Linked DNA regions of Mus musculus: regions 1, 2 and 3 are each linked to region 4. A link is a contact called in public HiChIP or PLAC-seq data. All regions are on one chromosome and are shown on one strand. The core of a region is the stretch at or near the end of the contact, and the rest is flanking DNA. Distances in the headings are between cores, read along the strand shown. Region 1 overlaps Ninj2 (ninjurin 2). Region 2 has its middle 23 kb from the start of B4galnt3. Region 3 overlaps Wnt5b (wingless-type MMTV integration site family, member 5B). Region 4 holds the start of Erc1 (ELKS/RAB6-interacting/CAST family member 1).

The links. HiChIP or PLAC-seq counts read pairs in DNA pulled down with a chosen protein or histone mark.
Region 1: a contact with region 4 is called in an H3K4me3 HiChIP or PLAC-seq map of bone marrow-derived macrophages, with 2.4 times the contacts expected there. The contact joins the enhancer-like site here to the promoter of Erc1 in region 4. A contact is called at or near these places in 1 of 39 promoter capture datasets (pre-B cells), 4 of 115 datasets of contacts at active chromatin or transcription factors (bone marrow-derived macrophages, embryonic stem cells and pancreatic cancer cells) and 1 of 9 other capture datasets (liver).
Region 2: a contact with region 4 is called in an H3K27ac HiChIP or PLAC-seq map of extraembryonic endoderm stem cells. The contact joins the enhancer-like site here to the promoter of Erc1 in region 4. A contact is called at or near these places in 7 of 39 promoter capture datasets (the 3T3-L1 cell line, the C10 cell line, fetal liver and 3 more), 2 of 484 Hi-C or Micro-C datasets (bone marrow-derived macrophages and embryonic stem cells), 20 of 115 datasets of contacts at active chromatin or transcription factors (the 230-238 cell line, cardiomyocytes, embryonic limb bud and 12 more) and 1 of 9 other capture datasets (embryonic stem cells).
Region 3: an H3K4me3 HiChIP or PLAC-seq map of craniofacial prominence shows a contact between it and region 4, with 4 times the contacts expected there. The contact joins the enhancer-like site here to the promoter of Erc1 in region 4. A contact is called at or near these places in 2 of 39 promoter capture datasets (both in liver), 1 of 15 datasets of contacts at CTCF or cohesin (large pre-B cells), 1 of 484 Hi-C or Micro-C datasets (the N1E-115 cell line) and 11 of 115 datasets of contacts at active chromatin or transcription factors (the 230-238 cell line, the SCID.adh cell line, bone marrow-derived macrophages and 7 more).

The regions. Positions count from the first base shown.
Region 1 is chr6:120,149,484-120,156,799 of GRCm38.p6, reverse strand. All of the region lies in intron 1 of Ninj2 (ninjurin 2), which reads right to left. Among named protein-coding and RNA genes, the nearest start is that of Gm25327, 9.4 kb to the right of the region's middle. Within about 2 kb of position 1,664, at least 120 of the 459 cell types and tissues checked have an H3K27ac peak or open chromatin away from gene starts, as enhancers often do. A contact at or near this core is called in bone marrow-derived macrophages, liver and pancreatic cancer cells, where this site is marked.
Region 2 is chr6:120,314,480-120,321,129 of GRCm38.p6, reverse strand. No RefSeq gene overlaps it. Among named protein-coding and RNA genes, the nearest start is that of B4galnt3, 23 kb to the right of the region's middle. Within about 2 kb of position 2,454, at least 16 of the 459 cell types and tissues checked have an H3K27ac peak or open chromatin away from gene starts, as enhancers often do. A contact at or near this core is called in extraembryonic endoderm stem cells, liver and pancreatic cancer cells, where this site is marked.
Region 3 is chr6:119,447,606-119,454,785 of GRCm38.p6, reverse strand. Wnt5b (wingless-type MMTV integration site family, member 5B) reads left to right here. Exons shown (of 5, transcript NM_009525.3): 2 at 6,514-6,650. The coding sequence starts at 6,571. Among named protein-coding and RNA genes, the nearest start is that of Gm40397, 16 kb to the left of the region's middle. Within about 2 kb of position 2,470, at least 99 of the 459 cell types and tissues checked have an H3K27ac peak or open chromatin away from gene starts, as enhancers often do. A contact at or near this core is called in the N1E-115 cell line, craniofacial prominence, embryonic forebrain and 2 more, where this site is marked.
Region 4 is chr6:119,843,269-119,849,983 of GRCm38.p6, reverse strand. It overlaps Erc1 (ELKS/RAB6-interacting/CAST family member 1), which reads left to right and starts at 1,834. Exons shown (of 21, transcript NM_053204.2): 1 at 1,834-2,107. It overlaps 3110021A11Rik (RIKEN cDNA 3110021A11 gene), which reads right to left and starts at 1,791. Exons shown (of 1, transcript NR_030776.1): 1 at 955-1,791.

The DNA of each region.
Region 1 (7,316 bases), core at 415-2,914, 310 kb before region 4:
GGATCTCTCTCTGTGCCCTGAGAAGCAAAGGGAACCAGGTGACCCAGGGACTTTGTGTTGTCTTGCAGCTAAGAATGGAACCCAGAGCCTTGCACGGGCTCAGCTTGTGTTCTGCCACAGAGCCCCCTCCAGCCCCTCAATCCTTCCTTTCTGCTTTTGCTTTTTCTTCTCCCTGCAGTAATGGGGATTGGGCCCCGTGTCTTGCTTGCTAAGAAGGCTCCTTACCAGTGAGCTAAGAAGGCTCCTTACCAGTGAACTAAGAAGGCTCCTTACCAGTGAGGGACACCCCAGCCTCTTATTTTGTTTTAAATAATTGATCTGAACAACACTTACCAAAGAGGTACCATTTGTGCAAAGAAAGCCCTAGATCATGAACCAGAGGCCACAGAGATGCACACGAGCTGCCTCTGCTTTTGTAAGTCCTCTTTCATTGAGTATGGTATCCACCCTTCCTTCCCTTCTCCCTCCCTTCCCTTCCCCTCCCTTTCCCCTTCCTCCTCCCTCTTCCTGTCCTTCCCCCTCCCTCCTTCCCTTTTTTCCTCCTCTTCCCTTCCTTCTCTTCCCTTCCCTTCTTTACCCCTCCCCCCTTGCCTTCCCTTTTATTTTCTTTATAAGTTGAGCCCAGGCTAGCTTGAAACTCACAACAATCCTCCTGCCTCAGTCTCCCAAGCACTGGAACTCTCAAGCATGTGCTCTCACACTCTGATTCCTTTAAACTTCTCCTTTTTTTTTTTTAATGAAGAAAATGATGGATGAGCATGAAGGTTATGCCACCAGCATTAGTCAGCGTATGAGCCCCGGTTGACTCCTAGTGCAGGACTCTTTCTGTCCCCGTCTCTATCCCTTCATCCTAATATCACTGTGGCTATCGGCTACAGTCCTCTTTGACTTCTTTCCGTCTCTAGCCGCTGACACTCCTCATCCTGTGTGTCTATTTTCCCTATCTGACAAGGGTGGGCAGATGTTTAGAGCTGAACTCCCCAAAACACAGGATCAGCTCCATCAGGTGAATGCAGCTGGGCCCGTTGGAAGCTCTGCTCTTTTGCCTAAAGCCCCACCTGGCACATAAGCCAAGCCAGCTACCATAGACATCATGACTCATCCCCCATCTGCTGACTCGGAACTAAAGCTTTTGCCCCACCATGTAATTACTGGAGAAGAGGAAGTCCTTGACTGGAGATAAAGTGACTCTTCTTGCTCATAGGAAGGGGTCAGAGCACACACTGTCCTATTTTCTGGTTGTTATTAAGCAATAACAATATCTATCTATCTATCTATCTATCTATCTATCTATCCATCTATCCATCCATCCATCCATCCATCCATCCATTCACCTATCTATCTATCTATCTATCTATCTATCTATCTATCTATCTATCTATCTATCCATCCATCCATCCATCCATCCATCCATCCATCCATCTATCTATCTATCTATCTATCTATCTAAGCCATGGTCTTACTATACAATCCAGGCTGGCCTGAAACTTGCAATCCTCCTGCCTAGACCTCCTGAATGCTGAGATTACAGGCCTGTACTACCACGTTTCTGCAGCATAGCCTTTTGTTGGGTGCTCCTTTGACCTCTATGGGCCCACCACTGCATACAGCAGGCACTGTGCTAAGAACACAGCTCAGTGGGAAAGCACCTGCTGGGCAACCCAGCTTTGCTGGTGGATTAGCTGCCTGAACATCTGTGCTCAGCACAGCTGCAGGCGGGGTTGCTAGGATACACATGTGAGTGTGGATGTGGGGGAAATGACACACGGACTTCTGTTTAACAGAACTGGGCCATGACCAGAGGAACCACAGCACAGACAATCTGTTCTTTAAAGAGCTCTGTGCTATCAAGTTTACTTCTGTAGTCTGGCCCAAGAACTTCCTTTTATTTTCCCCTAAACTCTAAATTAGATAGGGGAAGAGGCACCTATCCTTTGTTTACCCCCACTTCTTTTTTAAGACAGGGTGTTATGCATAGCCCTGTTTGTTTTGAACTCACTCAGTAGACCAGGCTGGCCTTGAACTCACCAGAGAGCTACCTTGTGCTGGGATCACAAGTAGATGGCACCACATCAGAGGCCTTTCTTAAGATGCCTTCTACATGGGCTGAAGAGATGGCTCAGCAGGTAAGAGCACTGACTGCTCTTCCGAAGGTCCTGAGTTCAAATCTCAGCAACCACACGGTGGCTGACAACCACCTGTAATGAGATCTGATGCCCTCTTCTGGTGCATCTGAAGTCAGCTATAGTGTATTTATGTATAATAATAAATAAATCCTAAAAAATAAAATGAAATCACTTAGCTTAAGTAACTCTGACCACACTTTCTGAAGTATTTCTCTGTCCATATTCTTCCTGTATCTCAAATAGCTTCCCCCAATTATCGAACAATAACTGTCTTCTGTTTCCAGGAGATGCCAAGTAGGCCCTGTGGAACCATAGAATTAGGGGTAAAGTGTACCTAGAAAGGTTAGTGACTTGTCCAAAGGCATGCAGTTCAAGTGGCAGACCCTAGACTCTCTCCTCTCTTCCTGTCCCAGGCCGGTCTGTTTAGGGCCATAATCTAAGACACCAAGGAATCTGCCCCCTGCTCATGAGCCAACTCCTTGTAACACACATGTCAAACCTGTCATTCCTGTGTCACCTGTGAAGAACACAAACTTACCCTGTTTCTGGAATTTATTATCTAGTCCTAATTTATACATTAAAAAAATAAATAGCTTTTTAAATTTTCCTACACAAAAAGTGATGTCTGTGCCTTTATCACATGGCAGGCATTGTGTGTGGCATTCTTTTGGGTGTAGTTAAACCACAAGATCTTTTTTTCCTGGGCAGGAATGTGAGAACCTCTGGGAAGAGCAGAGCTAAGGAAGAGCCCAGGCTGGCCTGGCTGGAGAGTGGGCATCTTCCACAGCACACTCTTGTCTCCTAAGATCTATCCTGACCATCCCTGCCTTCTTCCACTGCCCTCTCCACGGGCACCTGGTCAGGAGGGTTTGATCTGAACTGCCAGTGTTGGGGCTGAGACCCAAAGGGCAGTCTGGTGGGCAGAGAGGTGATGTGTGGGAGGGGGGCATCCATGGGAGGCCCAGCAGGTGGCCCCTTCCTCCCATTGACTCCTGTTAGGTCTGTCCTCTGTTCCCAATTCCTCCTTGCCTATGGCCACATCACCATCTTCCATTACCAGAAACCCTGTGGTGCCTGCACTAAACATCCTTCTAATCCGAAACAAAGATGTTCCTGTCATGTCGCTCCCCCTGTGTCTCCCCCACCCCACCTGCCACTTTGTCCACAGAAGTCATCTGGTTAGCTTATTTGGTTTTTTTTTTTTTTTTTTTTTTTTTTTTTTTTTTAACATATATATAGAAATAAAGGGCTCTCAGCTCAGGCCTCAGCTGGCCCGGTTTTGAGCTGTGTTTGTATCTGGAGCTGTCTGTCTAGCTCAGGTTCCCAGAGGCCCGAGGGCAGGACCGTGTCTCCACACGCTGGGTGGCAGGTAGCATGCACTGTCAGCTCTCCACAAAAAACAAACAGCTGTCATGCAAGACAGGGAAGCTGCGAGGCTTAGGGAGGCTCCTGGGAGACTGAAAATGCTGGCTCCGGACCTTCAGCTCCGCAGACATCCATCGCCTGCAGAGGTCATGTGGGGATGTCTTTTTTTTTTTTTTTTTTTTTTTTTTTGGTTTTTCGAGACAGGGTTTCTCTGTATAGCCCTGGCTGTCCTGGAACTCACTTTGTAGACCAGGCTGGCCTCGAACTCAGAAATCCACCTGCCTCTGCCTCCCAAGTGCTGGGATTAAAGGCGTGCGCCACCACGCCCGGCCATGTGGGGATGTCTTAGTGAAGAACCAGGGGCGAGCGGTTGGAGGGAACGGATGAAGGCAGGGCGTGGGGGAAGGCCACTTCTGACGTCATCATGAATCTGAAAATAACCAAAGTGTTCATTCCTCCCTCCACAATGGGAGCTGCAGGCCCCACTAAGGAGGCGAATCAGAGCCTCTGGGTTGTTAGATCGAGGTGGGGGCGGGCGAAGGATATAAACAGGAGCAGGTGACACGCACCAAGAGGAGACAGAGTTTTTTAAAAGTATTCAGGACTAGGGAAGAATTTTCATTATTTTCTCTCCTTAGTCTGTTTAGCTTTCAAAGCCCAGTTTACCTGCCCAGCCTTCCTCAGGCCCCAGAGGCTAAATTCACCTACTTTCTAGTTCTTTTTTTTTAATTTATCATTATACATAAGTACACTCAGTTGTCTTCAGACACACCAGAAGAGGGCGTCAGATCTCATTATGGGTGGTTGTGAGACACCATGTGGTTGCTGGGATTTGAACTCAAGACCTTTGGAAGAATAGTCAGTGCTCTTACCCACTGAGCCATCTCACCAACCCTCACTTTCTAGTTCTTGATTCATTCCACTAGGAAGAGAATTCTAGGCCAGCCTAGGCTTATATGAGACCCTGTGGAAAAAGAAAAAGAGAAAGGGAGGAAGTGAGTCAATTTGGTGGGGGTCTTCGGAAGTTTAAGGATTATTTCGAGGACATTGAAGGCTGGAAATCGGGACTGGGATACCCTTCTGCACTGCCTTTGAAGTGAAGTAATTGTGGTGCCGAATGCCTAGGAAGGCAGATAAGGGGTGAGAAGTCCCTAGGTGCTGTGACACTTGCAAAGTCCAAACTGCTCCATTTCATTAGAAGAACTATTCTCTTCCCAAGTCCCCTAACCTCAGCAAGGTTGCTGTAATGATGCCTAGCTTGAACTAAGAATATATCAGAAGGAAAACACGAGTTTAAAAAAAAAAAAAAAAAAAAAAGACTGCTTTAGTTTGCATCTTAAATGTCCTGTAGAGGGCTATCTTTAAAGATTTGGTCCTTAGTTTAAGGCACTATTGGGAGGCAGTGCAGCTTTAAATAGGACATTAGGTCATTAGGTCATACTCTTGAGGATGTTAGGGCCCCACCCCTTTGCCCTTCTATGGTTGCTTCCTGCCTGCCATGGGACAAGCAGACTTCTCCTTCACATTCTCCTACCATAATGCTCTGAGTTGCCACAAGGCCAAAGCAGCAAGGCCAAGCAGCCTTTGAAACCATTTGCCCAGAGACTGGAGAGATGGCTCCGCAGTTGGAACCACCAACTGCTCTTGCAGACGACTTGAGTTCAGTTCCCAGCCCCCCACACTGGGTGGCTCACGAAGGCCTGTGACTCTAACCTCAGGGGACCCAATGTTTTCTTCTTGTCTCTGCCAGCACCTGCGTTCATAGGCACACACTCCCTTGAAGACACACACATCTCATTTAAAAATTAAAATAAAATAAATCATAAAAAACCATGAGCCAAAATAATATTTTCTTTCTTATTTTAAAGGATTTGTTTATTTTAATTTATGAGTATGAATGTTTTGTCTGCATGTATCTATGTGCACCGCAGGCAGGTCTGGTGGCTGCAAAGGCCAGAAGAGGTTACTAGATGCCCTGGAACTAGAGTTACAGATGATTCAGAGCCACCGTGTGGGTGCTAGGAACTGAACCTGGGTCAGTAAAAAACAGAAAGCGCTCTTAATGGCTGAGCCAGCTCTCTAGGCCCATCCTTTCTTTCTTACAAACTGATTAACTTGGCTATTTTATCACAGTGACAGAAAACTGGTGAACATAATTCCGTAGCGTCCCCAGCACCTTGTCCTTGACAGAGACTTGCTAGGTCTCTTTCCTCATAGCTGAAGCATCAGTGTGCTGAGAACGTCCTTCTGCTATCTGTCTACCTGTCTGTACCGTTCCGAAGCCGCTTCATTTGTCTTTACAGAAGCCAGTGAGCAGCGTGTCCTGGCCAGAGCACAGCTTGTTCTTTTCTTACCTAGGTTTATAACTCAGGGTTGGGGGAGGAGGAGAGCTGGAGGTCCTGGGATCCTGGAGATAAAAACCCATTGGGCTCGATGCTATTTTTTTTTTTTTTTTCATCATTTGCTGGGCATTCGTGGACAATTGTGCACTGAAGAGTCACCCAGCCTCGAGCTCAACAGGGCTCACGGGGTGTCCTTGTGGGCAGCTTCTGCTCTGCCTCAGCAGGTTTTCTGTCCCCTCTGCTCTTTCCTCAGGAGGTCCTGATTTCCTCACCTTAGCCTTCCTCATTTAGTCAGCGACGTTGAGCAAGTAGCACTGGGCAGTGGGGTCATGACCCTGCTTCCCAGGAAAGGGCGCCCCCCCCAAGATCAACAGTTACTTGGTTTCTGAAGGTCTTGGTGGCCCCAAAGGTCCTGTCACTCTGGTTCATGTCCATATCCAGCTCCCATGTGAAGGGTGTGCTGGGCTCTGGCCAGGAGTGCAGGCTCTGAGGTCAGCTCCCTAAAAAGTGACCACCGGATCAGCCTTAGGCCAGCCTGTGACCTTGACCTTGAGGCCCTGTGAAATGGAGTCCAGCAGGGCTCTTTATCTCACAGAGAGGTGGAGATTGAATGTAATGATTTGTTTTAAGTGTTGGCTTGGTTAAGTGTGGACAAAGTGAGAGCTGTCACCCTGGGCCTGTCATCGCCCTGTGGATCCAGGGTAGAGAGCCTTCTTGGATGCTTCTCGTGCCTCCAGCAGAGCCTCAGAGCAGCAGCACTCTCAGCAGGGCCTGGAGACTGTACGTGAAGTCACAGAGGCAGGGCCGGACCTCACTGACTGACCTCTGAGGGCAGAAGCAGGCTGTGGGACAAAGGTCTTGATGAATCTACCTACGCGTAGTTCTACTTTTCTCCCTTCAATTCCGCGTGACAAGGGAGTCTACCTTAGGCACCACTTCCCGTCTTTTCCAGAAGAATCTCATTCTCCTCCTGTGGCAAGGAACCTCTGCAGCAGGATGTGACAGTATGGCTGTGACCTGCGGCTGAGGCCTGCGGCTGTGGCCTGCAGCCCACTCCTGCTCTCTCCCACAGTGAACCACATTTGTATCCTTCCGGTCCCCAAGTTAGGGTCTGGGGCTTTGTGAAGGAAGCTGAGAACCTTAGTGCCTGTAGCCTAAGCTTGCATCCCTGACAACTCTCCCTGTTCCCCAAAGCTCTCAGAAATGGGCTGGGCTGAAGTGCCGTGGTCGGTTATCAGAAGGAAGAATCAGCCATCTGGGATCTCCCCTTTCCTCTCCTCACAGCCCCTCCTCCCCAGACTGTGTTTGTGGGGAGGAATGCAATGTCACCTTGCAAACGACCTCTAAACTCTTGGTTCCAAACCTCTAGAGCAGACGTTCTCAACCCCACAGGGGTCACACATCAGATAGCCTGCATGTCAGATATTTACACTACAATTCATTACTGTAGCAAAATCACAGTTATGAAGTAGCAATTTGTTCT
Region 2 (6,650 bases), core at 1,205-3,704, 470 kb before region 4:
GTGGTACCATCCTAAGTTGGTCCTAAACTATATAAAAAAGTTAGTCCACCTATGAACCTGCAAGCCATCTCTTTTTTTGTTTTTGTTTTTCGAGACAGGTTTTCTCTGTATAGCCCTGGCTGTCCTGGAACTCACTTTGTAGACCAGGCTGGCCTCGAACTCAGAAATCTGCCTGCCTCTGCCTCCCTCGTGCTGGGATTAAAGGCATGCGCCACCATGCCCTGCTGCAAGCCATCTCTTGCGTGGTTCTGGCCACACTTCTTTGACTGTTGAATGAATTCCTTGGCTGGAAATAATGCTATATACAATATGGAATAGCAAGTAGGCCTGCCTTCAAGTTCCTACCTTGATTTCCCTCAGTGAAGAACCTGGAGTGTTACCTGGAGTTGTACCCTAAAATAAATCTTTTGTCTGCTAGGTTGCTTTTGTTAGTGTTGTATCATAGCAGCAGCAGAAAGGAACTGAGAATCCCCAGGAGAACTGATTAGTGTGTTCAGTGCTATGGCTGTCTCTGCTCCTTGCAAGCATTAGTGCCTAAAGGACTCTTGCTGCGCTAACTCTCTATTTCCATAGTAGCTCCACCCTCAATAGTGATTCATTCTATTGGCAGGGGAGGGCTGAGGATCCACAGAGCTGTTGTCAGGAAACCAGTCTATCAGGGGAAAACAGCACTTCAACCCTGCTTTAACATATCCATTCCTGAACATTACAAACACTAACTCTGAAAGGAGATGATCTCGAGTCAGCCAGAAGATTAACTCTTTTTTATTGGATATTTTCTTTATTTACATTTCAAATGTTACTCACTTTCCCCGTTCTCCCTCACCCCAAAACCCCCTATTCCATCCTCCCTCCCCCTGCTTCTATAAGGGTGTTCCTCCACCCACTACCCTCTTCCACCTCACCACCCTTGATTCCCCTACACTGAGGCATCTATTGAGCCTTCATAGGACCAAGGACAAAAATGAACTCTTGATGTTTAAGTCCCTACACAGAAACACGAGTAACATGAAAATCCAGGATGTTCCTCTCTAAAATCTACCAACCCCAGAGTAATGGCCCCCAGTGAGAATGACTGATAGGGAAATTCCAGACAAAGAATTCAGAAGAATGATTATAAATACATTCAAAGAAGCTGAGCAGTGGTGGCACACGCCTTTAGTCCCAGCACTTGGGAGGCAGAGGCAGGTGGATTGATTTCTATGGGTTCAAGGCCAGCCTGAGCCACAGAACTCTGGGTCAGAGAAATCTTGTCTCTGTGTGTGTGTGTGTGTGTGTGTGTGTGTGTGTGTGTGTGTGTAGAAAGAGAGAGAGAGAGTGTGTGTGTAGAAAGAGAGAGAGAGAATATATATATGAATATATATATGTATACACACACATACACACACACACATATATATACATATATATGTGTTTGTGTGTATATATATATATATATGTATATATACTAAGAAATGAGAGTATAAATAAACTTGAATGAATTCCAAAATATTTTAGAAAATACAAACCTCTAAACAAAATGAATCAATGTAGGAATGTACAAATGCGATTAAATAGAGAACTAGACACACTGAACAAAACCCATACTGTACGAATGCTGGAAATCGACACTGAGTAAGCAGTGTCAGGGGGCTCAGCAGGTAGAAGGACTTGCTGTGGAAAGCTGACAACCTGAGTTCAGTCTCTAGAGCCCATTCCTGAGGGTTGTCCTCTGACTCCACGTGTGTTTTGTGGCATGTGCCCGTCCCCATCATACGCACACAGCAATGATAAATAGGGCAAGTGAGATGACGCAGTCGGGTGCCTGCTGCCAAGCACGACGGCCGGAACTTATCTTGGGAGCTACATGGTAAATAAAGGAGAGGACTGACTCCTGCAAGCCACCCTACCCAAATAAAAGCCCATTTCTCAGCATGAAATAAAAGTCAGAACACAGAAAATATATATTTTAGGGTTTTTTTTTTTTAAATATTTTTGTTTTTCAAGACAGGGCTTCTTTGTGTGTCCCTGGCTATCGTGAAACATCCACCTGCCTCTGCCTCCTGAGTGTTGGGATTAAAGGCATGTACCACCATGGCCTGGCTGCATTTCAGGTTTGTTAGGACGATAATTGCCCACCCATATTAGTATTGTAAGGGAGGATTCAGCGAAACCCCTGCACTGGGCCATGCAACGCCCAGATAGAAAAGTTTATCGGGGGAGCAAACTGCCAATCTGTCTCCAAGAATAGAGGACAGCAGCTTAGCAGGAAGGCAGGCAGATTTTATATGGTAGAGGGTGTGGGTCCTTGAGCTGACGCAGGCTGTTAGGATTAATTAAGGTAGTTGGGCCTAGATAAAGGAGGTAGTGGTTTTCCTGGCAAACAGAAACCTTCCTTGCAAGATTCGTGAGGAATGCTGAGTTTAGGCTTCTGTTTACCCAATACGATCCTTCTGTTTACCCGGTCAGAGTCCTTCTGTTTAGGACATTGTCACCAGCACTGCCACCTTAGGGGCCTGGTTTAAACTTAATAAGTCTACCCAGGAAAACTAGCTGTTGTAGTTGATGGAAAAAGAGCATCCTATAATAAAAGCAGAGTAAGGGATTGATGGCCACTAAACCAGATCTGTAGTGGATACTGAAAGGGTTGGCCTGAAGTAAATGATTAACACAACTAAGAGGCTTTAGATAATACAATGATTATTGCCCGAGCTTTTGTCCCTGCCGGCAAGAACACACTCAGGACAACCGGAATCTTCTGTGGCAAAAGCTTTATTGCTTACTTCTCAGGAAGACCCCGAACCCAGAAAATGGCGCTGCTTATATAGCCTGCAGTGTGACGTTTCAGCACCTGATGTGGCGTGACAGCTCCTGATTCGTTGCTCGCCCATCATCCCATTACTACGCCCCAAGATGGGCAGTGACGAGGCCTGAGTCCACTCTTGCACCTGCGTACAAGGCTTGTTTACTAGTTAGGCACAGCGGAGGCCAGCGCCATCTTATAATGGCGATTGCTCGCAGCACGCACGGCTCTCCACAGCGATTGCTCGAGGTACAGCTCTCCACAAATGATAGCTAAACAAATATGAATTTGGGAAACACCAAACACTACCAAATTATAGTAAGCAATATACACCTTCCAATAATACTTCTGAATACTAATGATTTCCAATCACAGGACACCAACCAGATGTAAAGCAGAACCTGTTCTTTTGCTGCTTCCAAGAGGCACAAACACATTTCACCATGAAAGGCAGACACCGTCTCACACTAAGAGGCTGGAAAAGGTGTTTCAAGCAAATCAAACTAGGAAATAAGCAGCATTCCCTAATCTACTAGCTGACAAACCAAACCCCCAAAACTCTAAAGCAGCCGGGTGGTGGTGGCGCGTGCCTTTAATCCCAGCACTCAGGAGGCAGAGGCAGGCAGATTTCTGAGTTCGAGGCCAGCCTGGTCTACAAAGTGAATTCCAGGACAGCCAGGGCTACACAAAGAAACCCTGTCTCGAAAAAAAGAAAAAGAAAAAGAAAAAGAAAAAATCTATCAAAAGGACGTTACAATTCTAAACATATGTGCACAAAATATACAGTCATCAGAAAAACAAAACAAATTGGAATAAACCTAACCAAGGAAATAAAAGATCTTTTGTTTTGAGTTGAGATTTTTTTCTTCCAGTTCCCACTGATAAGATACCCATCCTATAAACAAACTCTCATCTGTGCTTCAGTAGACAACTCAGATGAACTTTACACACACACACACACACACACACACACACACAATGTGAAAGTAGAAGGGAAGTGAATTGGGAAGAAGAAGGCATGGAAAGACCCCAACACAAGGGTAACGAAGAGTGAAAATGACCCAACTACATAATGTGAATGTGTACAGTGTAAAGTTAATATATGCCAATAGAACATTTTAGAAGCCTTAGAAAAACACCATTTTCTTTTTAAGTTACTGTGGTAGGGCATACTAAAACTAGATTGCATTTATAATCTGTGGCCTGGGAAAGATAGCTCACTTGGTAAAGTGTCCACAGTCTAAGAATGAGGGCCCATGTTCAGATCCCTAGCAACAGGTGAAAGCCAAGCTTGGTGGAAAACAATCTGTGACCTAGATCCAGGCAGAGCAGAGAGAAATGAATCCCCAGGGGTTTGCAAACCAGCCAGTCTCACTAAGATGGCTCCTCCAGAGTCACTGAGGAGAGAGATCTCAATGTTGTGACGGTACATGAAAGAGTAGTAAACTCAGTGCTCCAAGGTATGCTAATCATAAAACAGATAGCGACATTCCTTCCTCCACCCACCCGCTTCCTGGGTTCAAAGAGTGTTCATTCAAAGAAAGTCACCCTGACCCACCCTGACCATTGCTGGAACCCACTATGCAAAGGTGCTATTGCTAGGGGCTCTTAGATTGTTAGGGGCTCTTAGAAACTGTCTTGAGAGATAACCTGACACTTGTGACTTTGTACTTCCTTGTGACTCTTAACTGGTATTTTTGGTATTTTCCAACAACGCCCTTCCCACCTCCTTGAGTTGTGGTTCCTTCCTTTAAATTCCCCCTTACTCAGCTACTCGGGGCGCCACGGTCCTCTACCCCTGCGTGGTGTATGACCGTGGGCCTGAGAGCACTCTTGAATAAAAATCCTCTTGCAATTTGCAGCAAGACCGTTTCTCGTTGGTGATTTTGGGGTGTCGCCTCTCCTGAGTCAGAACGTGGGGGAGTCCTCACGTTGTGGGTCTTTCATACACACCTTTAATCCTGAAGTTACTGAACTTGGAGATCATAACCTGTTCTCCAAGCTCAATAAGCCAATTTAAAAGGCCACAATAAAAGTGGAAAGCAGGGGCGATGGCTCAGTGGTTAAGAGCATTGCCTGCTCTTCCAGAGGTCCTGAGTTCAATTCCCAGCAACCACATGGTGGCTCACAACCATCTGTACTAAGATCTGATGCCCTCTTCTGGTGTGTCTGAAGACAGTGACAGTGTACTCATATACATGAATAAATAAACCTTAAAGAGAAAGAAAGAAAAAAAAGTGGAAAGCAGAAAGGAGATGAAGAGCTTATGACCTGAGAACTTCAGCATCTTCAGGATGTTAAGATGGAGGAAAGGTCAACATATCAACCTCCCACTGGTACTTACAACTTTTAGGCTGCATAGGAAAGCTCTGAATCTGTAATCTTCCACCTCAAGGTTCCCTTTTCTAAAACCCCAAGCTTGCTGCACCTGGGCACAGTCCTGACTCCCTTGGACAGACCACTACCCTTCTTTGTTCTGGTTAGGGGACAAGCTGTCTATTTCCATGTCACCCCAGTCAATCTCCATGTACCAGGAGGTTTATTCAAGTGTGTGACCATACCAAGAAGAGGGATCAAGATCCATCAAGCCTCCCAAATCCATCTCAGGGGTCCTGAAGTGACTCACAGTTTATAACTAGATGGCCAAGGACATTTACATCTAGGCTGGCACATTCAAAGTGTGGTCCCTCCCGCACAGCGTCACAGTCTTTATATTCCAAAGTTTGGTGGGAAGGTAAACACAGGACAGATTCAACAGAGGAGAAAGTACTGTGGGTGTGCACGGTGCCATCAGAAGATGACGTCGGTACCATCAACAGATGATGTAAGGTGTTCTGCTTGAGCTGAATCTTAAAGCAAATTCACAAGTAGACAGAGGTGGAGTGTTAGAAACAGAGGGACAGACAGCACATGGGCAGGCCTGGAAAACCAGAGTGGGGGAGGGGAGCACAAGCAGAACAGACAATGTAATGGACAAGAAATTGCAAACTGTATGAACTCCAATTTAATTCAATTATGAAAGGTTTATGGGGGCTAGAAAGATGTCTCAGCAGTTAAGAGCACTGACTACTCTTCCAAAGTTCCTGAGTTCAAATCCCAGCAACCACATGGTGGCTCACAACCATCTGTAATGAGACCTGAAGCCTCCCTTCTTTTGGTGTGTCTGAAGACAGCTACAGTGTACTTACATATAATAAATAAATAAATCTTTAAAAAAAGAAGAAAAAAAGGTTTATGGTGTATGTGTGTGTGTGTTTCTTTGTGTCTTTTAAATTGTTTGTTACATTTTCCCATCATTGGTGTGTGGAAGTCAGGGGATAAGTTTCTGAAATTGAGTATCTCCTTCCTCTAAGTGGGTCCCAGGCATCGAACTCAGATCATCAGGTTTCACAGCAGACTCCTTTACTTAACCATCTCCGTGGCCCATCTACTTAAAAATAGAGAGAAATAAATACAAGCTAGGCATGGTACTGTATACCTGTAGTCTCCCAAATATTTGTGAGACTGAGGCCACATTGTTTGAGCCCGTGAATTCAAGGGCCAGCCTTGGCAACATAGACTGTCTTGAGCAAAAAGAAAGACTTCTGGGTGAGATGGTGTCTTAGTCACTGTTCTGTTGCTGTGGAGACACACCATGACCAAGGCAACTCTCATAAAAGAAAGCGCTTAGGGGCTGGAAGATGGCTCAGTGATTAAGAGCACTGACTGCTCTTCCAGAGGTCCTGAGTTCAAATCCCAGCAATCACATGGTGGCTCACAACCATCTGTAATGGGATCTGATGCCCTCTTCTAGTGTGTCTGAAGATAGCTACAGTGTACTTATAGTAAATAAATAAATAAATAAATAAATAAATCTTTTTTTAAAAGT
Region 3 (7,180 bases), core at 1,221-3,720, 400 kb after region 4:
TACTAACTCCATCCCTTTTCCTCTCACGTGACTGTGACCCTTGCTCTCCTTTAGCACCTTATCAGGTTTCCATGGTTTCTGGCCCCTCTGCTGGGAGCCCAGCCCCTAGCCTTTCACCCCCTAAGCTCCATCAGCCATTATTGTCATTAAATAGTTATGTTTCCTAAATACAGATCTGATAGTGCTTCCATCTGTGTGGTACCTGGAACTACTCCTGTAAGCCACAGAACAAAGCCAGGACTTTTTGGTGGGTCCTCAAGGCTCCAAGAATTGGCTCCAGTGTGAAGGTTCTGTTGCACCAAGAGCACATAAGTTCTATTTTTCCCTAGATTTTGACATTGTACCCCATTCTAGTTTGCTACCTGTTGCTGTTACAAGCACCATCCAAAGGACTGGAGAGATGATTCAGTGAGGCCAGGCGTGGTGGCGCACGCCTTTAATCCCAGCACTTGGGAGGCAGAGGCAGGTGGATTTCTGAGTTCGAGGCCAGCCTGGTCTACAGAGTGAGTTCCAGGACAGCCAGGGCTGCACAGAGAAACCTTGTCTCAAACAAACAAACAAAAATAAATAAATAAATAAAATAATAATAATAAAGAGTACTTGCTGCTCTTGTAGAGGACCTGAGGTTGATTCCCAGCACCGAAATGGTGGCTTACCATTTTGTAACTCACACAGACACACACACATACAGGTACACAGACACACAGGCACATAGATACACAAATACATAGACACAGAGACACACATAGACACGAACAAATACGTACACACAAAGACATACACATAGAGACATACATAGACACACATAAACACTCACACAAACACACATAAAAACACCAACAGATACACTGACACACAATGAGACTCACACATAGAGACATACACAGACACACATAAACACTCACACAGACATAAAAACACCAACAGATACATACACTGACACACACAATGAGACTCACACACACAGCTATATATACAAACACTGGCATATACACACAGAAACACACACACAGACAGAGGCACACAGAAATACACACAAACACCAGCAGACACACACCATGACACGCTGTGACTCAAAACACAGAGATACACACATAACAGCATACACACAGACAGACACAGACATAATCACACACAGATACACACAAACACATATACTCTATATAGTTGTTTGGAAAACAGAGTAACGTCTTTCCAAAAACTGCATATAGCCAGAAATGTGAATTTAGTAAAATGATCACTATAGCTATAATACATATAACAACACACACTATATATGAGAGAACAGAGAGGAAAAGTCAAAAGCCTTGGGAGTCTGTGTTCCAGCAGAGCCTATATTCATGCTGCAAAAACTATCAATGAGTCAAGCAGGAGAGAGAGAGGGAGAGACGTGGTGGTCAGAGCATAACTTCTTTTTTTTTTGTTTTTGTTTTTTCAAGACAGGGTTTCTCTGTATAGTCTTGGCTGTCCTGGAACTCACTTTGTAGACCTGGCTGGTCTCGAACTCAGAAATCCGCCTGTCTCTGCCTCCCAAGTGCTGGGATTAAAGGCGTGCGCCACCACCGCCCGGCCAGAGCATAACTTCTAAGAGTGTGTTCTCTCCACAGTGTGGGTCCTGAGGATCAAGTCGTTGGGCCGCACGTGAGACCCCTTTACCTGCCGAGCTATCTCACTGGCCCTTCTCCAAGTCCCATTCAACTATGCTCCTGTTTGCAAAATCAGCAGTATGTTGAGTTGGTAGCACAAGGAGCATTTCTGTGTCAGTGAGCTGGTATAGACAAGCTGCCAATGGTCCTCGGTGAGGATCCAGTGTGTGCGCTGCACACCCTCCCCTCCCTGTAAACTGGGGAGTTTGCAGATTATGGAAGCAGCCCATAGCCGCACCCCCCCCCCAACTCCACAGCAGACCAACTAAGTCATTTTGCAAGATGAAAGCATCTAAACACCTTTCCCACAACCCTCCAAGCTTTGGCTTCTGGGTTCCTGGGAATAATTTCCTAAGCCACGCTCACTTAGGGGCCATCCATTTTTAAATGACTGTAATTCATCATTTAAATGGATGAAAATCCTTTATCTTCTGCACAGAGTAAAACTTGCATGGACTTTTGCTTGACAACTGGGGAGAAAAACGGTGCTTTTTCCAAGTAAGAGGACCTGCCGCTTCCAGGGCCACAGCAGCGAGGGACAGCCTGGAGTCTGGGGGCTTCTTTGGGGCATTTATTCTCACTGTGTTGGTGCAAATGGGAGCGCTTCACTTATTTTTCTGTGGCGCTGGAAGCTGGTGGTCTGGGATTCTCTATTTCTGGGTACATGGAGCTCTGGGTCCACCTCCAGCACTGCAATTGGGCGCCTCTCCTTCCTGCTTTCCCGACACCCCCTCCCCCGCCGGCTCCTCCCCGGGAATGCCAAATGCATTTCTACTTTAACATCTCTAGCAAGTGCCAGAATTTAAATCTCCTCCCTTCTGTCACCCTCTCTCCCGCCCCACCCCCAGGGCACTGCTTCTCGAGACACATTTGAGTTCTCCAGAGGCCGCTGCAAAAGGTGGTGGGGCTGGTAACTCCTCTTCCCACTCCACCTCGGAGGTTCTTTTCTTTTTAAATTTTCGTCTCTACCCACTGTCGAGGAAGTAGATCACACAAAGGAATGCTGTGCCTTAAGGGCTAAGAGGATCCGCTGAGCAAAGCGGGAAGGAGGAATGGGGGGCAGGGTAGAAGCAGAGACCCTTGGGAGAAATAATTAAGGCTGGCAGAGAAAGCCTGTGTTAATTGAGCTGAACCGAAGATGAGCATCCGGGGATTCCTTCGAGAGACTGGGGTTTTCTGATAAAGTCTTCCTTACATTGCTGCATTAATCTTCTCTTACTATTAAAATTAAAAAAAAAAAAAAGCCTGTTTAAAGAAGAAAGGTATCTATGAACTAAAGAGTGACCACCGGCAAAAAAATAAAATAAGATGGAAGTGACACAGAAAGTAGCGTGCCCAAAGCCTGTTTTTTCCAAGGCATGAGGAAGCCATACTGCCTGGTGTGGAAACAGGCTGGTTCGTGGAGAGGATGCTGGGGTCTGTGTGCCGGTTTGCTCCCTGTCTTGCCCCACCCTCCAATAGCTATGCCATGGGGCTGTCTCTAAATTAATAAACATTTGTTTAATATTTCCTTTTGAGCTTGAATATTCTTTTTGTAAGGAGAAAAGACAGAGGGAAAAGGATGTTTGTCTGCCCTATGAGACTGAGAAAATTCACAGAGCTCCACCAGGCACACTAATAGGACTTTTTTTTTTCTCATTTTTGAACATTTTTGTTGTGTAACGTACAACTCAGGAACATGGGAAATGGCACAGAGCCACCATGTGGACATAATATATGCATAGCCAAATATATGGCATAGTGAAGTGACTTTATCCAGCATGGCACTCAGAAATTCCAGGTCTCTTCCTCATCATGGTCCCCTGTCCCATCCTGGAGAGGACACCCCCACCCCTCCACCCCACCCCCACACACGGTATCGGTGATAACCAGCTTCTTGTTTTTCTGTATGGCTTACACTTAAGTTCGCTGTGACTTGCTTTTCTGTGGTCTGTTGGTAAGATTTGAGCGTGGTTACATGCATCTGTGGCTTGTTCATATCTATTCCTACACAATACTTCATTGCAACCGCAGGTCTCAGCTGGCCTGCCCAGCTCCTGTCAGTGGCAGGAGGCTGACCCTGGGCTGCTAACCTATTTGCGTATTTATTCATATTTATTTATATTTGGCTGGGAACTCATGGATGGGGGCGTGGTAAGATTCGGAGATCAAATGCAGGCTCTGCTCTACAGCCGCTATTGACTTACTTCCTGGTGCATCAGTAGCTACAGGGGAGGGAACAGCTTCATCCCTGTGAGCACAGCTTGGTTTAGATATAACCCCTGTCCTGTGTAGTCCATTCATCTAAAGTGTATACAGGCAGGTGGTACTTAGTGCAATCACAGGCCTGTGTAGCCACAGTCATCAACAATGTTTCAATATGAGTTGTTACAGTGTTTCTTTCAGTGATCCACACACATGAGTACCAGAGTAAAAGCCAGTGGACTAGCTAGCTATGTGCTAGAGCTCTGGCTTGGTTTGCCTATGCTGAGTAGCTCTGTGGTCTTGAAAGGTGTGGAACACCCTAGGGTGATTGGCTTAAGTTAGCAGCGAGTAGAAATTTGTTATTAAAATACAAACTGGCAGCAGTTGCTCCCTGGACTCTGGCCACATCTGTGTCCTGTCTCTTAGGGTGGATGTGAGATATTTTACGCAGCGGGACTAAAACATCTCCGTTAGCGCCACACTGTCCATCGACACACCCTGCAAGCATGTCAGAAGAGAAGATGACTGCCCAGCGTCAGTCCTTGGACCACTGCTGGCCAGGACAGAGCTCCTGAGGATACTGCTGTGTGCCTTATTTCATGCACCTCCCATCTGACAGACAGTGGGAACAACATACATACTAGAGACTTTTTTGTTTGGGTCTCTGTTTGATTGGTTGGTTGGGTTTAGGGCAATCTTTAAATTTCCACTTGTAGTAGGCTGGGAACTTGGTGGCACACAGGGTGGTGAAGAGCTGCTGGGGCCCGGTGCAGTTTCCCTTTGCGTTTCTGAGACAGGTAGGTGTGGAATTTGCAGCCTCTGTGAAATCTGGTCCTAGACAGCCTATCAGCCTCTGGCGAAGGCAAACACAGCGATGTTAGCAGGCATTGGCTGCCTGTCTCTGAACCGATGGCCTCACTGTCACCCAGTTTAGCCTTGCTTAGACTTAGGACCTGCAGAGAGATTTCCTAGGAACTTGCTAGAGGGTGTAAGATGGGGAACCTGGTATGAGGAGGCTCATGACCCATTGGGAGAAACCTGGGCTACTTGGTCTTGGGATTATGTACTGCCCCAAGGGGCAGGGTGCTGGGGAGGAGTATAGAGTTTGCTAGTCTGTGGTGGTTTGGCCAGGTTGAGAAGGTTGAATGGTCCCCAAGAAGGACTGGGAGGAGAAGCTGGGGATGTTTGGATAAGGAACCCCTTTGAAGTTTTTCTCTTGTGTATCCTCTGTATCCCAGACCTGGACCCTCCCCTCCATAAAGCCATTAGCTTCTGGAGCCAGCCCTATCTCGCCCCATCTCTCTAAGTTCTGAGTTCACAGACCTCCGGTCCTGGGGCGGAGGAGGATTTATGGGGGTGGGGGGTGGGAGGGAAAGGGACATCTCTCAGATGAGGCAGTGAAGTCAGTTAGGAAAGTTGGAGTTGTTAGTGGCCCGAATTAGAGGCCGGGTCATTTCCGAGCTGGTTCTACATGACAAAAGCAAAGGAGTAAGTCTCTCTTTGATCTGCTCCCTGTCGGCTCCACACACCTGCCTGTTGGTGCCCCGCCCCAACTCAGACCTCAAGCAAGAAAACCAAAAGGACTGGGGAACAGGCCTGTCCCAACTCTGAATCCTGCTCCGGCCACCTTTCTCTCTTAGTGGCCCCAGGTTAAACATATTTCCTAGACCAACGGTCTAAAAAGCATCTGCCGCCCCCTCCCGGACAGTCTAGAGACCCAGACGCTCGGGATCAGCGTGGTGAGCCAGCGTGGGACCGCCTGGAGCTTGTGCTGTGCTGTGTGTGTGTGTGTGTGTGTGTGTGTGTGTGTGTGTGTGTGTGTGTGTGTGTGTGTGCGCGCGCGCGCGCGCGGTATTTTCCAAATGTACAAAGTTTCTCGGGGCGGGTGTGTTTCGCCACCCGAGGCAAAGGCTGGAACACCAGTGCGTGGGACAAGGGAAACGGACGAACCTCCCGAAAGATTTGAGAGAAGTGGCCCAGAGCTGGTGGTATTCAGATGTAGCATTCCATGTGGCTCTTCAAAGGCCAAAGTGTTGGGGGAGGAGACTAGTCACCAAAGCCTGCTCCTGTGAGACTCCCGCGTGCCCTCGGAAGTGAAAGGCCTTGATGTTCTCCCCGCTATCACTCCTTAAGAGTAAACAAGGATCTGTGTTCCGAACTTCAGAGCTGGGAGATGCAGCCTCCTGTTAGTGGGTAGTCCTAGCCAATCCCGGAGGTGCTTAATCCTTAACCCTTACAAAGAAGAAGATAGAGAATTAAATCTCTGGACTGGAGTGGGTGTTTTTGTTTGTTTTTGTTTTTAAAAAGTGGGAGCGTGGTCCTTTTGTCTCCGTCCTCCTGAGCGCTGCTCTAGAAGGGCAGGTGTGCTTCCTGCTGCACTGGGCACAATCTGGAAATGGTCTGTCTTCTTCGGCTTTTCTGGCTTCACAGCTCACTGTTACCATAGGAACTGGGTCCTGAGTAGGAGTCCCACAGAGGTCAAGGGCTCAAGGCCCTGTGGTGAGCCAACCCGGGAAAGTGCTGAATTCCTCTGGGGGGGACCGAATTTGCTTTCAGGTGTCCGCCTTGCCACTCACCCACACAGCTCATCCTTTGAGCTTTTCTGCACTGTACCCCATTTCCCCTGGGCTCCCCAAGTCTGTGGCATTTCCATGCTGACTCTCCTTTGCTCCCCTCTCTCTAGGGAGCTCCGCTTTGGAAGATGTTGGTCCCAGGGCATTGGGATGGGTTGAGGCCGGCCATGCCCAGCCTGCTGCTGGTGGTCGTGGCAGCTCTGCTCTCCAGCTGGGCACAGCTGCTGACTGACGCCAACTCCTGGTGGTGAGTGAGAGGGCTGAGGTCTAGCCTGGACCCAACTCCTGGTGGTGAGTGGGAGGGCTGAGGTCTAGCCTGGACCCAAATCCTGGTGGTGAGTGAGAGGGCTGAGGTCTAGCCTGGACCCAACTCCTGGTGGTGAGTGGGAGGGCTGAGGTCTAGCCTGGACCCAACTCCTGGTGGTGAGTGAGAGGGCTGAGGTCTAGCCTGGACCCAACTCCTGGCGGTGAATGAGAGGGCTGAGGTCTAGCCTGGACCATAATCAAGCTCTGAAGCAGGGCCTCATGGGAGTGATCACACCTTTATCTGGGGAATACCGTGGGACCTCTTCCATTCCAGGAATGGTTCATTTTCTCCCTCAAGCTCCTGGAGGTGAGGGTTTCATGAAAAGAAGATAGGCTTTGTCCATGTGGTTCCTTAGATCTTGTATAAAACCCTTCCTGAGGGTCCCTCCACCCTGTGAAGTATTACAAATAACTTTTGTCATTATTTATCCAACAAAAAATATTGATATCACTAATGAGACCCTTAAGTTC
Region 4 (6,715 bases), core at 585-3,084:
CTGGACCATGCATCGAACAGATAAACAAAACCCCCAACAGAGACACATACACCTATAGCAAGGCAAGCGCCTCTTTACTTATTATACAGAGAAGTATCTGGAAAAACAGCCCATAAAGAATGGCTTGAATGGGTGAGTACCTAGATATCTAAGAAATGAAATCTCAATTTCTCAATTTCTCTCTCTCTCTCTCTCTCTCTCTCTCTCTCTCTCTCTCTCTCTCTCTCTCTCTGTGTGTGTGTGTAAGGAACCAGAGTATGACATCAGGTGTCTTCCTCTATTGCCCTCTGCCTTGTTGCCTTGAGACAGGGTCTTTCACTGCATCAGAAGCTCATCTTTTGGGATCAATCTGTCCTCCTTCTGCAGTGCTGGTGTTACAGATACTTGAAGCCATGCCTGGGTTTTATGTGGGTGCTGGGGATTCAAACTTAGGTTCTCCTGCTTGTAGAGCAAATGCTCGTATCCACTAAGTCATCTTCCCAGCCCCAGAAACGAAATCTTTGAAGATTCTTTTCTGGCTGCTGAATAGTCCCGTTTAGCTGCACACTCTCTAACAATTGGCTGTCATATGTTAGATGTACTGAAGGGGAATCAGTTTAGTGTGCCCAAGGAGCTGTAATGACCCAAGTGCATTTTGGAAGGGAACAATTAGAGAATCTGGAAAGGACAAAATATAGTTTGGTGGATGAACGTGAATACTACAGGATGGGGGAAGATGTTAATGGGATTAGGAAGAGTGTAAGCCGGTTAATTATGATGGTGGGAGGTTAGGGATGAGTAAACCGGTGAGTCTTAGCTCCTCTCATCTCAAAGGCATTTCAAATTAGCTTAATAAGCGCTGTGAGTATGGGGATGAGTGTAATTCACACCACCCTTGGATTTTCGGCTTAGAGATAGCTTATCTACATTTTTAAGATTAGTAACTATGTGTTGCCCCCACCTCCGTATTTTTTTTTTTTTTTTTTTTTTGGCTTGCTCTTGACAAAAGGCAAAGGTTGAAATTCAGCAGCAGAAAACTGGGCTGTCTAAAATAAGGTAGCAGCTGCTTTGTAGTTCGCCTTGCTTGGTGTGAGGGCTAAATAAAAAAGGTAACGCGGTGAAGCATTTGGCACAGTACACTGCATGTGGACATCAGGTTCCGCCCACACTCTTCCTCCCTGGAATGATCCTTGCAAAAAAAGCCACCTACTGAGGCGAGGGTCTTTTGCCATGACCGCTTGGACAGCCCAGATGACTCAAGAGTATTATTGCCTTCCACAGCCTCACAGCGCAAAAGCCAAGGGTGAGAGAAGCTAACTTCTCTTGGACAAAGGGTGTCCAGGCAGCCGTGGCTCTAATGACAAGCCCTGAGCTATTTATTTCCTAAGGTGGCGGCCGTCCCAGGGTTCGGGTAACGGGCTTGCCAAGGAAGGGGCGGGGCGACTCCAGGTTTGGGAAAGGCCACTCCACTCCTGGGGCTTCCAGCAGTCCACGTCCTACGGCAAGCAGGAGGAGACAAACGCCGCCCCTCCTCGTCCGCACCTTCCTCGCTCAATATCGCGGCCCGGGCTCCCGGTGGACGCTCGGCCGTGGGTGTGGGTGTGGGTGTGTGTGTGAGGGGCGGCGCTACGTGTGGCGCAACCCTGCCTCGGCACCCAGTTACCTTCGCGGCCTCGGAGCGCCGCACTTGTCGATCCTGGCGCGCGGTCCCGTGGAGCGGCGTAGCGGGGCGCTTCCCAGTGGGACGAGGGAAAGCCCAGCGGCCCGGGAGAGCGGGAGGCGGGGCGAGGGCGCCGCGCGGGCGACAGGGGGTGGGGCTAGGTGTGCGCGGGGGGCGGGGCGTGGTGACGTCGCGGGCGCCGGTCGTGCTGTGGCGGTGGCGGCGGCGGCGGCGGCTGTGGTAGTGTCGGCGGCAGGCTGTCCGGGAAGCAGTAGCAGCAACCGCAGCAGCAGCGGCGGCCCTGAGGAGAGTAAGGCGGCCGCGTCGGCAGCGGCTCGCTCGTCAGGCGGAACCTCGATCTGCCCAGAGGTCGCAGGCGCCGAGGCATTTGTCGTTTCCTACCCGGCTCGGCGCTCCCGGCCCTGGCTGGGCAGGGCAGAGCGCCCCTGGGGAGGGGCGGAGCTGTAGGTGAGGCTTGGGGACCCCTCCCCCTCCTTTTTGGGCCGGGGGTGGGGAGGAGGATGGGGAGGTCGGGAGGGCGGACCCCGCCCCAGCGCACCCGAGCCCACCGGCGGCCGCGCCCTGCGGAGCTCCCGGATTGGGCGGGAGCGAAGGCGCTGGCGGTAAGGATCGCTGCTGGAGGTGGGAGGTGGGGGGCTTCTGGCCCACCGAGAGCCGAGGGTGGGAGGCATGATGTGGGGCTATTGGGGAGCCCTGGAGTTGGGGTGCGGCCAAGGTGGATCGGATGTAAAATGTTTAAGATGATCTTATTATTTTGAACCTGGTTAGATAGAAGAGGAAAGGTTGTATTTCAGATGGAAAATGAGGCATGGATGTCGCCTTGGAGGTAGCTGGAGGGGCTACTGCAGCAGATCTCACATTGCCACTCTAGGGTTTTGGTTCTTTTCTTGGTCAGATGAGTAGAATTCGCTGAGGGAAGAGAATCCCTTTGCGTTGACTTGGGGTTGGTAAATTGGGAGCGCGAGTGAGTGAGGTTTTTACACACAAGAAGGAAGATGTTGGTGTTTAGACAACTTCATTCTATAGCAACCAACCATGAAGGAGTGAGTCTCATTACTCTTAGCCCCTCAAAAGTGCTATCAGCCTTTTCTTTTCCTTGCCCCCCTCAACCCCCTCTCCTGTGCTTGATCTCTTTGTACCATTTTTCATTTTTGAGTTGACCCGTTAAGAAAAGGCCCTGGACTCAGAGTAATAGTTGCAGGTGGTTGTGGCTGATTGCTTTGAGCGAACTGTGAACAGTTCTGTTGGAGATGACTGTATGAAATTGCTTAAGCGTTTAAAGTGCAACTGTCTCTTACATCTTGTTTTTCAATAGACCTTGATACATTTTGCGTTTATTTAATCATTATGTGTGTGTGCCTGGCATACACACGATAGATTACTCCCTCCCTCTTTGAGGTCAAAGGTCAAAGCTTTTGGGACTTGGTTCTCCCACTGTGGATGGCTGGGATCAAACTTTGGTTATTAGACTTGTGACATAAGCACTTTTTTCTGTTGAGTTATCTGGATGTCCCTATTTTTCCGATTCTTCTTCTGTCTCAGCCTTCCAAGTGTGAGATTAGACATGATCTGGCTTTCTTGAAGATCGATTTTATTTTTTTATTTTCAGGTGTACTTACTGTTGTCTCCCCCCCCCCCCCTTTTTCTTTGGTTTTGTTGTTTTCCGAGACCTGATTTCTCAGTGTAGCCCTGGCTATCTTAGAACTCGCTCTGCCCACCAGGCTGGCCTGCTTCTGTCTCCCAAGTGCTAGAGTTAATGGCATGTGCCACCACACCTGGCTTTATTTCAGTCTTTACTAAATATTAAAAAATGAAATAGAAATTGTTCTTTACGTAAGTACCTCCATTTCTAAGGAATATTGTCAGAGTCAAGGGATTTTACAATGTTCTGGTACCCTGTGGGAACATGTATCGTACGTTGTTGGGAGACATTACTAAGGCGAACAGTGTCCATCAGCATTTTACTCTTTACCACAATAAACCTAAGTCTTTTTTGGATTCTTGTTTTCTATTAGATTATTGTAGTCACGTGCCTTATCATTTATGACAAAATATTTCTTGTTAAGAAAATAGGCCATTTGATGGATATATATTGTAATATAATGAGAGGCACAGCACTCAGTAGTTCACTTATAAAAGAAGAGAAACTGCTATAAAATCAAATTTAAACAGCAACTTTCCTAACACTTACCTAATTTACTTGGGGAAGTGTCCAGGGGAGTGCTTTTCTGTAACTCAAGAGAGAAACACATAGGTTAGGTTCAGTAGTTCTCCAACTGACTGTTTTTCATGCTAACTTCATGAACAGACTTTCATCTACCAGAAAAAATAACTACCTGTAGAGAGATTGGTAGGAAACGGAGGCAAAGATAGTTAATTGATAAAGTGTATAGATCAATTTATAGTCTGATGATCTGACTTCCACTTTTGGGCTCCTCAGGCACCTGCACTCATTCACGTCATTCACACTCTCCATCCTTCCTATAACTGAGCATAAAATAAATCTTAAATGTCTTGTAGCAAATGTGGTGGCTCACACCTGTAATTCCAGCTTAGGAGGCTGAGATTGCCTTGAGTTTGAAGCTAGCCTGGGCTACAAAGTGAGTTCCAGCTCTTACTGAGCTACAGTGTAGAATTGTCTTTTTGTTTGTTTTTTTAAATTAAGGTGATTTGCCTCTTATTCCCTGTGCTATACTTGTTGAGTCCACTGAAGTTTTTCTTCATTGCTAAAGTCATAGAGTACTATGTCAGTCTTGTAATTCAGCTTCAAACTAGAAATTTAAAAGTGAAGGTTCTCAGAGAAACAGCCGTTTTATGCTGTTTACACTTTGTAGGAAGGAGGATGGGAGTTGTTGAATGCATTTTTGTATAAGGTATCAGAAACACTGATGGAGAAAGCAGGGAACACAGTGCTATAGGGAATCAAATAAGTCATCGGCTATTTTGAGAGCGATGGGCCATGATTATGTGGAGTATAATTGAATTGTATGGTGCTTGAGGTTCTCCGTGTTTTGGAGTGTGAGTGTCCAGTCCTGGCCTTGCCATTGTGTAGTGTAAGGCATATTGCTGCTTAAGCTTAGGTTGTTTTCCTTTTCAAGACAAGGTGTCTCTGAATAGCACTGGCTGTCCTGGAACTAGCTCTGTAGATTAGGTTGGCTTTGAACTCAGATCCTCCTGCCTTTGCCTCCCAAGTGCTGGGACTAAAGTATGTGCCACCGTGCCTGGCCTTAACCTTAACTTCTTTTTAAAAAAAAAGATACATTTTTATATATGCATATATGTGAGTTTATGTATAGCACATGTATGCAGAGGGCCAGAGGGCATCAGCTCTCTTAGAGCTAAGATATAACATAAACTGTTATAAATTGCCTGATGTGGGTGCTGGGGCAGAACCCATGACTCTTGAAAGAGAATAAATGCTCTTAGCTGTTGAGCCATCTCTCCAGCCCTAATTTCTGAACTCTAACCTCTGCCTAAAGTCTTCTGAAGAATTAGAATAATAGTAATAGTATTTAACCTCTTAGGATGGCTAAACGAGTTAATGTAGTTGAGACTGTTTTGACATATAATTAGCTTGGTAACACCTTTTGAACTTTATTCCTTAAGCATTATTTACTCATTCAGTTCAGATATATATTTTGAAGGCTGGGCGATGTTTCAGTAGGTATAGGCAGTTGTTGCCAGGCTGAACACTTGAGTTCAGGCCGCAGGACCGACATGATAGGAGAGAACTGATTCCTACAAGTTTTCGTCTGGCCTTCACATGTTCACCATACACACATGCACCAGTGCACATACAAATAGAAAATAAATAATGTAATTATTTAAAAAAACACACATATAAAACATTGAGCATGTACTATGTGCCAGGTGTTTTAGGTGCTAAAACTCTAGTAGGGGACAAGGCAGAAAAAAAAGTTGAAATCACAGAGGCTGGAGAGATGGCTCAGTGGTTAAGAACACGGACTGCTTTTCCTGAGATCAATTCCCAGCAACCACATGGTGGCTCACAGCCATCTGTAATGGGGTCCAATGCACCCTCCTGGTGTGTCTGAAGGCAGCTACAGTGTACTTGTATAAATAAAAATAAATAAATTTAAAAAAAAGCAGCACAGTAGTCAGGAGATTGTGTGATGTTTCTGATGTGAATGGCTCAGACCGTGATAGGGAAAAGACATGGTGAGAGGTGGTTGGATTTTGAGTCTATATTGAGGGTAGATAAGCTGTAGTAATTGAATTTGGGATGCAAGCATCTTAAAGAATAAGTGAGTTTTTTTTTTGTTTTTTTGTTTTTGTTTTGTTTTGTTTTGTTTTGTTTGAATAACCAGAACAAAGGTGGAGACAGCACTTGAAGCATGTTTTGGGGGAATTCTGGAAGTTGAGGGGAGATATGCAGGAAAATTAAGCTGTTTCTTCTCATATTTAAAATTGTGGCATGCTGAGAACATCAGGGAGTGAGTTTAGATAGAGAAGAGATCCAAGCTTCTGAGCTCGGAGACACATTGTTTTATGTTTCATCCTGTCCTGAAGTAAGAATGGTTCTAGGTGCTCCTTAGGTATTGGGGATGCAATAGCTAACTGGCAAACACCTCTATCTTTATGGCCCTTACCTTATCAAAACCTGCAAGATATCCTGGAGAAATGCAGAGGATCTGACAGTAAAGTCACTGAATAAGGAAAGCTAGAAAAGCACAGTGTTCTACAGGAGGAAAAGAAATGATCAACTCTGTCATTGTTAGATGTGCCAGCATGTTGGGTAAGAGAACTCGGCTTGACTGTAATGTCTAGCAGCATAGATGACTCAGAATCCTGAGTGAGGTCGAGGAAGCAGGTACAAGCATCATTCAGTTCTTTTACTTGCCTGGATTGATTAGAAAAGTTAAAAATGAACAAAGAAGATGTCTGTGAGTTTTTTTTTTAATTCTTATATACATAATGTTATATGCTGAAATAGTAAATGTATCATATTAAGAACTCAGGAACAGTTTCTTCCGTTCCATCTTAAGTTTTCTATTTCTTTTTTAATCACTATTTCTCTCTCTCTCTCTCTCTTTT